2 separate regions of the Mus musculus genome follow, and region 2 is linked to region 1. A link is a contact called in public Hi-C data. All regions are on one chromosome and are shown on one strand. Each heading gives the region's core, a stretch centred on a gene start, on an enhancer-like site or on the middle of the called end of the contact. The rest is flanking DNA. Distances are from core to core; before and after follow the strand shown. Region 1 holds the start of 9430038I01Rik (RIKEN cDNA 9430038I01 gene). Region 2 holds the start of Paox (polyamine oxidase (exo-N4-amino)).

Region 1 (3,964 bases), core at 1,077-3,576:
ACTGTGGGATAGGTAGAAAGATCCTGTCTCCAAAAGTGGAACCTAAAATAAAAGTAACACTTTGTTGTGCTGACTGGAAAGATGTAGCAGCATGCATTATGTCTACAGCCTTGTAGCAGCAAGGAAAATGAAATGCTGCATACCTGTCATCTCAGCTCTGGGAGGAGGCAGCAGGTCATTCTGGGTTATGTAACAGAATTTGAGGACAGCCTCAACTAGAGAAGACTCAGTCTCAAAAAACTACTAAGAGGTAGTAAATGAGGGGAAAACCGAGTATAAACTGGTCAATATGCAAGGAGAAGAGATAGCACCATTCTGCTAACAAACTGCCTACTCCTAACCTCTTCCATGCCTAAGTCTCAACAAAGAACCATAAACTTACGTAAAACATTGAGTGCAGTTTGAAGTAAGTTTACGGTGTAAGTACATTTAAGTTTATGCAAGGAAATCAATCCTTACATTTTACCAATGAAGACTCGGGAGCCAGATGCTGGCACAAAAAGTCTCCTTGTTCAGAGACAGAGAAAACACCCAGCTGGCCTTCCTCCTCAGTCGATGTCCCAAAAGCCATGCCCCCCAAAAGCCATTCTCCCACACCTTCATCAAAGAACCCCTTTAACTGCGTGTCCTTCTACTTCCTGTGTATCTCTCTGTCCATCTTCCTGCCTTCCTCCTTACTCTCTATGACGTTTTAATACTTCTATGTTCACTTCCTGTCACCTGTTGCTTGTTCTGCCTATTGACCATGGCTGACTTTGTTTTATCCTGTTTACAACAGTCAAGCTAAAAACGTTTGCATTTAAAGGTGTGTGCTAGGGCTGTTTTCCCAGTAAATAACAGAATCTGAGGGTTGAAGAGTGTGATCAAATATCCTGCAACAATTGAGGGTTCTTTTGTTTTGTTTTATTGGTAATTTTTTTTTTGTAACTCAACTGTGCAGGTACCTAGTGAGAACTCTAGAGGTTGTTGCAATGTCAGATGCCTTGCAGGCTCAGCTCCTGGGCAGCACTTGGCACAGCCAGCTTAGCCTACCCAAAGACTTCCACCTTCCCTTAAAGGAATGCTTAACTTCCCCTTGCCTTCTCCCCAGGTTTGGGGCAGGAAGTTAGGTGTCTTCTACAGACTAAGCACCTGGGCTTTCATAGTGCTCCATTTATAGGCTTGGCAGATATGGAACCGGTCTACAGAGACCTGTCTCTTAACCAACTATCAGACTATTCAAACAATGGATTCCAAAGAAATGGTAATTTCTCCAGGAATCTCACGCCAGCGTCCCAGAGCGGCGGCTTCGAGGGGGGGGGGGTAACTTGTCTCAAAGAAAGATTTCACACAGTTCTGTCAGACCCCTTCACAAGATGACACTGAAGGTGTGGGAGTGGTGGCTCACGCCTTTAATCCCAGCACTTGGGAGGCAGAAGCAGGTGAATTTCTGAGTTTGAGGCCAGGCTGGTCTACAGAGTGAATTCCAAGACAGCCAGGGCTACACGGAGAAAGACACTCCCCGCCCCCCCCCCCCCCAAAAAAAAGGACACTGAAGCCTAGACAATGCTAGCCAGACTATACTTTTTTTTTTTTTTTTTTTTTTTTTGGTTTTTCGAGACAGGGTTTCTCTGTGTAGCCCTGGATGACCTGGAACTCACTTTGTAGACCAGGTTGGCCTCGAACTCAGAAATCCGCCTGCCTCTGCCTCCCGAGTGCTGGGATTAAAGGCGTGCGCCACCACTCCCGGCTCAGACTATACTTTTGACACGGACTTCTTAGATATTCTTGGCTCTCTATTTCAATTTTAGTCTCACTTCGGGACTCCTGAGTCAGACTAGGAGTGATTTCCTCAATCGCTTTGTTCCTCTTCGACTAGGTGTTTTAAATCTTTTCCCGCTTTCCAATTTTAACTTGGCTCTTTCAGTTTGTTTATGAGGATAGATCGCCAGAGCGGACTTGTGGCGCAAGTTGTGATCCATGAACTCCATAACACTCAGAATACTACAGCTTAAGTCAAGGGAGCACATAGCTCCTCATCTTTGCGCAAGCGCAGCGGGAGGGGCGGGACTGTCCTCTGCCTAGCTCCACCCAGGCCCCGCCCCTGGCCCCGCCTCGGCAGCAGGCTTACGACGTCCAGCCCGCCGGTCATCCGGAAGGACCTCGCCCCGGGCGCCCGCGCGCCAGCTAGGACGCCACCTCCCTCTGCCCACGCCCTGCCCGGAGCTTACCGCGTCCCCTGCCGCTGGCAGCTCCTCCGTCCTCCGCCGTCTCCAGCGGCCCGACGCCAGGCTGTCCATGCGGCTTCACGTACCGCCTCTCAGGCCACTCGGAGGCGGGAACCACTCGACCACGTGTCTGGAGAAGCCAATGAGGAGGCGTGGGGCGTAGCCTAGACTCCACTGACTGCCCTCGCAGAGGGGCTGCAGGCAGGAGTAGCCGAAACCCGAATCTCCTACGGCCTGAAGTGCGGGTAATTCTTCCAGCAGCCACAGGTCGATGCCTCGCAAGCCCAAGCCGTGAGTGGCTTGTCGATTCTCGGTTCACAAAGTCAGTCCCAAAGGGCGTTTGTTTAGGATTTGCCACCCTTCGGCAACCCTTGGTCCGCGGGAGGCACGCCCTCCTCTCCTTCCTTGTGATTGGTTACTGAGTCCTGATAAGTAGATCCACGGACCAATCGGCACGCCTGAGGCTGCGCTGGGCGTTGTCTTTGGGAGTTGCAGTCTGACAGCTATCAGTTTTGCTCTATGGTACAAGAGAACTCGAATTCTCAACCTGGCCTAGTGGGCAGAGTCCTGCTGTGATTTTGCTGGCGGGTCGAGAGCATACACAGGAACACCGTGACCTGGGGCAGGGACAGCCACAGGCGTCGGGGATACGGAGTGGCTCTCGGCCTGGCTTTACGGAAAACTACACACTTGACTTCTCAGAAGCTATGCCAGGGTTCCTGCTGCAGCTTGAATAGGCTCTCCCTCTCCTCCCTCCCTCCAGGGCCCACCGCAAAGTTCTGAACTGTTCTCTACCAAAGCTCCCAGACCCCCATGCTTTATTGACGAATTAAATTAGAGCCAGTTCTTTGGCAGTGATTGTCTAGCAGTGGGCCTGTGAACTGGTTTGAACCAGTGGGAAGTAGAGAAGCTGCTTGGAGCAGAGACCGTAAGATCCCCTTTTCCAGTTCCAGTGTAGTGTTAGCTTCCTGGGACGATGGCAGCCTTCACATCACGAGGACAGCTAGTGGCAATGCTAGTGGGAAGTGAAGTTTAACACGAGATGGATTGTCGCAATCTCGTGTCACACACCCTTCCTACCTGGTGTATCTTTGGAATTATGAATCTATTGAATTTTTTAAAAGGCTTGGCAGTGTGTCTTGGTGTTGGAGTGCTTCCCTAGTGTGTTAACTGGGTGTTGTCTAGAGGAACCAAACAGGGTCTTAAAGACAGGAAGGTAGATGGAGGAAGGAGGATCAGAAATTCAAAAGTCAGAGGCTTGTGAAATGGCTCAGCGGGTAAGAGCACTGACTGTTCTTCCAAAGGTCCTGAGTTCAAATCCCAGCAACCACATGGTGGCTCACAACTACCCAAAATGAGATCTCATAATGAGAGCCGACACCCTCTTCTGGTGCGTCTGAAGACAGCTACAGTGGTACTTAATAAAATGAATAAATCTTTGGGCCAGAGCAAGCAGGGACTGAGCAAGCAGAGTTGACCTGAGCAAGTGGGGCAACCAGAGCAAGCAGAGGTCCTAAAAATTCAATTCCCAACCACCATATGGAGGCTCACAGCCAGCTGTACATGTACTCATATACATAAAATAAATAAATAAATCTTTAAAAAAAAGAAATTCAAAAGTCATCATCATAGTGAGGTGGAGGTTAGTCTGGGCTACTAGAAACTGTCTTAAAAACAAAACAGGGGCCTGGAGATATGGCTCAGCAGTTAAGAGCACTGACTGCTCTTATAGAGGAACTGAGTTCAATTCCCAGCAA
Region 2 (3,964 bases), core at 795-3,294, 2.7 Mb after region 1:
AAAACCAATTATGTAGAAAAGATTAAAGAGAAGCTAGGAAATATACACATTAACTTATCCAGTCTGTAGGGGAAGGGTACTTGGGTCCCAGGCTGTTCTCTATTAACAGAATTTTAAAGGATCTTTTATTTACCTTGTAACATTTTCATACATATAAATGAGATCTCTTGATGATATTTATTTTTAACTCTCTTTCCCACTCCCCCAAGCATCTTCAACATATCCTCTCCCTCTTCGTGGCTCCTCCTCCTTTTTGTAATTCACTGAATCTAATTAGTGCTGCTTGTTAGGATGTTGATAGATCTTGGCTTGATACTGTGTAGGTCATCATTGCTACAGAATGTTCATGGCCACCTCATGGCCAGAAGTCAGCATCTCATAACATTCGTCTTGATCTTCTGGTTGTTACATTTTTAAGAAAAACTTTAAAAATATTTATTAGCTTTTAGTTTATGTGTGTACATCATGCATGCATGGTTGCCCATAGAGGCTGGAAGGGGGATTCCTGGAGCCAGAGTGACAGGGCTTGTGAACCACCTGATGTGGGTGCTCAGCTGGGAACTGAACTCCAGTCCTCTGGAAGAGCAACGTGGGATCTCTCCACTCCATGGATCTTACACTCTTTCCCTTTCCTCTCCTTGATGTTCCCTGAGCGTTGAGGGTGGGGGTGGGGAGGCTGAGACAGATACTTCATTTAATGTTGTACACTCATAGGTCACTTATTCTCAGCTCGCGGACTAGTTGTGAGTCTCTGTACTAGTTGCTGCTCACTGCAGAAGAAGCACCTCTGGCCAAGGTTGAGAGAAGCATGAAAACCCAACATTTTAAAGGCAAAACCCAACATTTAAAAGGCAGTCTGATAACAGGATCATTTAGCAAAACAGCAGAAGGTCCCTGACAGTCCTGTAGCATGTGGGAATTGACACAGAGCAATGCCGCTGATAACTTTTTTCCTACAGCAGCCTGCATAGCAGCTTTTGACACTATGCAAACTAGCAAGCAGGAGGGAAGTTTTCATGTCTGCTCCAACTTGATTTTCTATGTCTTGTGAAACCAACTTGTTAGAAGTTTTAAAACTGTGTAGAGGAAAATAGTGAGTATTAAAGACTGGCATTTTTAATGAACCAGACCAGGTAGCTCTTTGTCTCCAGGTTAGTTTCCTCAATGTAGGGTGGGATGCTTTTGGTATCTTTGCTTGGGAGGGCAGCTTCAACTCCCAACTCCCAAGATCCAGTTAAACACTCTAACTTAGAAAGTGAACAAGAGTGATGTTTTGTAGCTGAGGGGAGGGCATGTGCCTCCTGCCCTTACCATATATCCTCTTCAGACGCGGATTTATGCCCAGTTCCCATCTATGTCAGAGCCATCACCCCCTCCCCATAGCATACAACCAGTGAGTTTTATTTCTCTATACCACAGCTAGTAGCTCTGAGTGAATGAGGGGATCAAGTACGTTGGTCAAGGACATTTTTGCCCCTCAGCCTGCTGAGTGGTTGGCCAAAACAGTGTTCTTAGCTTACAAGATCCCTGTCTTTGTGCTTTGGGTCAGCATGGTTACAGGACAGAACTTATCTTCTAAGCGGGTTGATTCACTGTGAGCCGACAGGCCAGTGGAAAGGAGACTAGAGCTATGGCGCACTCTATGCTCTGATACGAACCAGGAAGGATGCTTCTGGAAGACTATGCATCTCTATGGGGTTCTAGGCTCACACTGCCTAGTAGTAGCTACAGCCACACCCTTCTTAAGTAGACTATAGGCGGGTCCAAACAGGAGGAGGGCTGCTCAGAGCACTTGGAGCTTGAGCGCTTCTGGGAGCCGCAAGCCTACGTGGACCACACAGTGAAGGCCAAGGGACATCCATCTCCTCTCCTTCAGTCCAGTTCCGAATGTTCACCAAGGCTTTCCTCCCGTCTTGGCCCCTCCTCTGCTCCCCATAGGCCCCGCCCCTCGTCCCACCTCCAGTCCCACGCACACTCACTCGCTCCTTTCTACACAACCCCGCCTTCTTCCCCGCCTCTGGCCCCGCCCCGCCCGCCTCTGCTAAGGCGCCTAAGGCCAGGTCTCTGGAGGACCCTGAGCTAGCCATGGCGTTCCCTGGCCCGCGGGTGCTGGTGGTGGGCAGCGGCATCGCGGGGCTGGGCGCTGCGCAGAAGCTCTGCAGCCACCGGGCTGCTCCACACCTGCGGGTTCTGGAGGCCACCGCCAGCGCCGGGGGCCGCATCCGCTCGGAACGCTGCTTCGGTAACCGCTCCTTGGTCGACCCCAGACCCCATCCGGTTCCTACTGAGCCAGGAAGCCTTCCTTTTTTGGCTCCCGGAGTAAAGGAACACACCCTCCGTTCACTGAGCCTGGAAAGTCAACTGCCTAAAGTTAGGAGAGTACTCTCTAGGGAAGGCAACCTAGGGTCCCGCAGTTGCTTTGCTCAGCTTTGGGGTTTCTCGGGTTTCTCCTTAAGTGAAGGAAGCCTGTACAGGCTGTCTCGCCCCTCCCCAGGAGTTCCCGAAATCTGGTCTGACCAAGCCATGCCTTTAGGAACTACTTTACCCTGAGGAACAGGACCCTTGGTCCTGGTATACAAGGGGACCATGTGACTCTCAAGGTGTTCCTAGAGTATGCTTGCGAAAGGGTGGGGCTGCTTTTTCTGGGGAGAGGGCCTCCAGGTAGCATTTCCTGTGCCCTCCTAGGTGGTGTAGTGGAGCTGGGTGCACACTGGATCCATGGGCCCTCCCAGGACAATCCTGTCTTCCAGCTGGCTGCAGAATTCGGGCTCCTGGGGGAGAAAGAATTATCGGAAGAGAACCAGCTTGTGGATACAGGAGGGCACGTGGCCCTGCCCTCCATGATCTGGTCCAGCTCTGGAACAAGTGTGAGCCTGGAGCTGATGACAGAGATGGCCCGTCTGTTCTATGGACTGATAGAGCGGACCCGAGAATTCCTGAATGAATCTGAAACCCCAATGGCCAGTGTTGGAGAGTTCCTGAAGAAGGAGATAAGTCAGCAGGTGGCTAGCTGGACCGAGGATGATGAGGACACCAGAAAGCGCAAGCTGGCTATCCTGAATACTTTCTTCAACATAGAGTGTTGTGTGAGCGGCACCCACAGCATGGACCTGGTGGCTCTTGCACCGTTCGGGGAGTATACAGTGCTGCCTGGGCTGGATTGCATCTTGGCTGGGTATGGGCCATAGCCCTGCCAGCTCTGTCCCTACTGTCCAGGCAGAGGCACTAGACTGGAGAAAGGAGGGAGAAGGGGAGAGAGGAGGAGGCTTGGAGCGGGCAGGTGAGGGCACTGCCCTCCCCATTCAGAGGGATTGGTTTCTCTTTCTCCTAGTTGTGTTTAAGCAAAGATTCGTCTAGGGAATTGAGGAGGAAGTATCTTGAATGCTCATTTCTTCTGATATCCTAGGGTAGCTCCTGTGCCAGGTGTTACTCAAGGGCCTTCAAGTGCAGAGAAGCCAAGCAGGCTCCTTCCCTATGGCAGGCAGGCTTGTGCTTGCTTCTAGGAACAAAGACATTGATTGGGCGGGGCTGGTCTCCTATACCTCCCACCCACACCCCTAACATCAGGCCCAAGGCTTCTGTCTAGGAGATAGGATTTGTGATGTAGGAAGTGTGCAAACCTGGGGCTGGTGTGGTGGTGGGGAACTCCGGTTCTCATGGGAACCAGTCAGTGTTGTGTTCATTGACTTATGGGACCCTCATTAGTCCGGATGCAGATGTTAATGGTTCTGTGTTTTAAGGGGTTGCCTCTCTTTCTGGCTCTGAGCGATGCTCCTCTGGATGCTGGTGGCATCTTGGGTGGCTTATTTCTGCCAGTTCCCCTTCCAGGGCCTGTTTCACAGACACATCAACTTCTGTCTCTCCTAGTGGCTACCAAGGACTTACCGACCGCATACTGGCTTCCTTGCCCAAGGATACGGTCGCTTTTGACAAGCCGGTGAAGACCATTCACTGGAATGGGTCC

Evidence for each region. A called contact is a pair of places that touch in the nucleus more often than the background predicts.
Region 2: a contact with region 1 is called in a Hi-C map of B cells, with 5 read pairs. The contact joins the promoter of Paox here to the promoter of 9430038I01Rik in region 1.

The regions. Positions count from the first base shown.
Region 1 is chr7:137,408,430-137,412,393 of GRCm38.p6, forward strand. 9430038I01Rik (RIKEN cDNA 9430038I01 gene) reads right to left here and starts at 2,327. Exons shown (of 4, transcript NM_029886.2): 1 at 2,211-2,327. The coding sequence starts at 2,279.
Region 2 is chr7:140,123,641-140,127,604 of GRCm38.p6, forward strand. It overlaps Paox (polyamine oxidase (exo-N4-amino)), which reads left to right and starts at 2,045. Exons shown (of 7, transcript NM_153783.4): 1 at 2,045-2,242; 2 at 2,686-3,175; 3 at 3,868-3,964. The coding sequence starts at 2,086.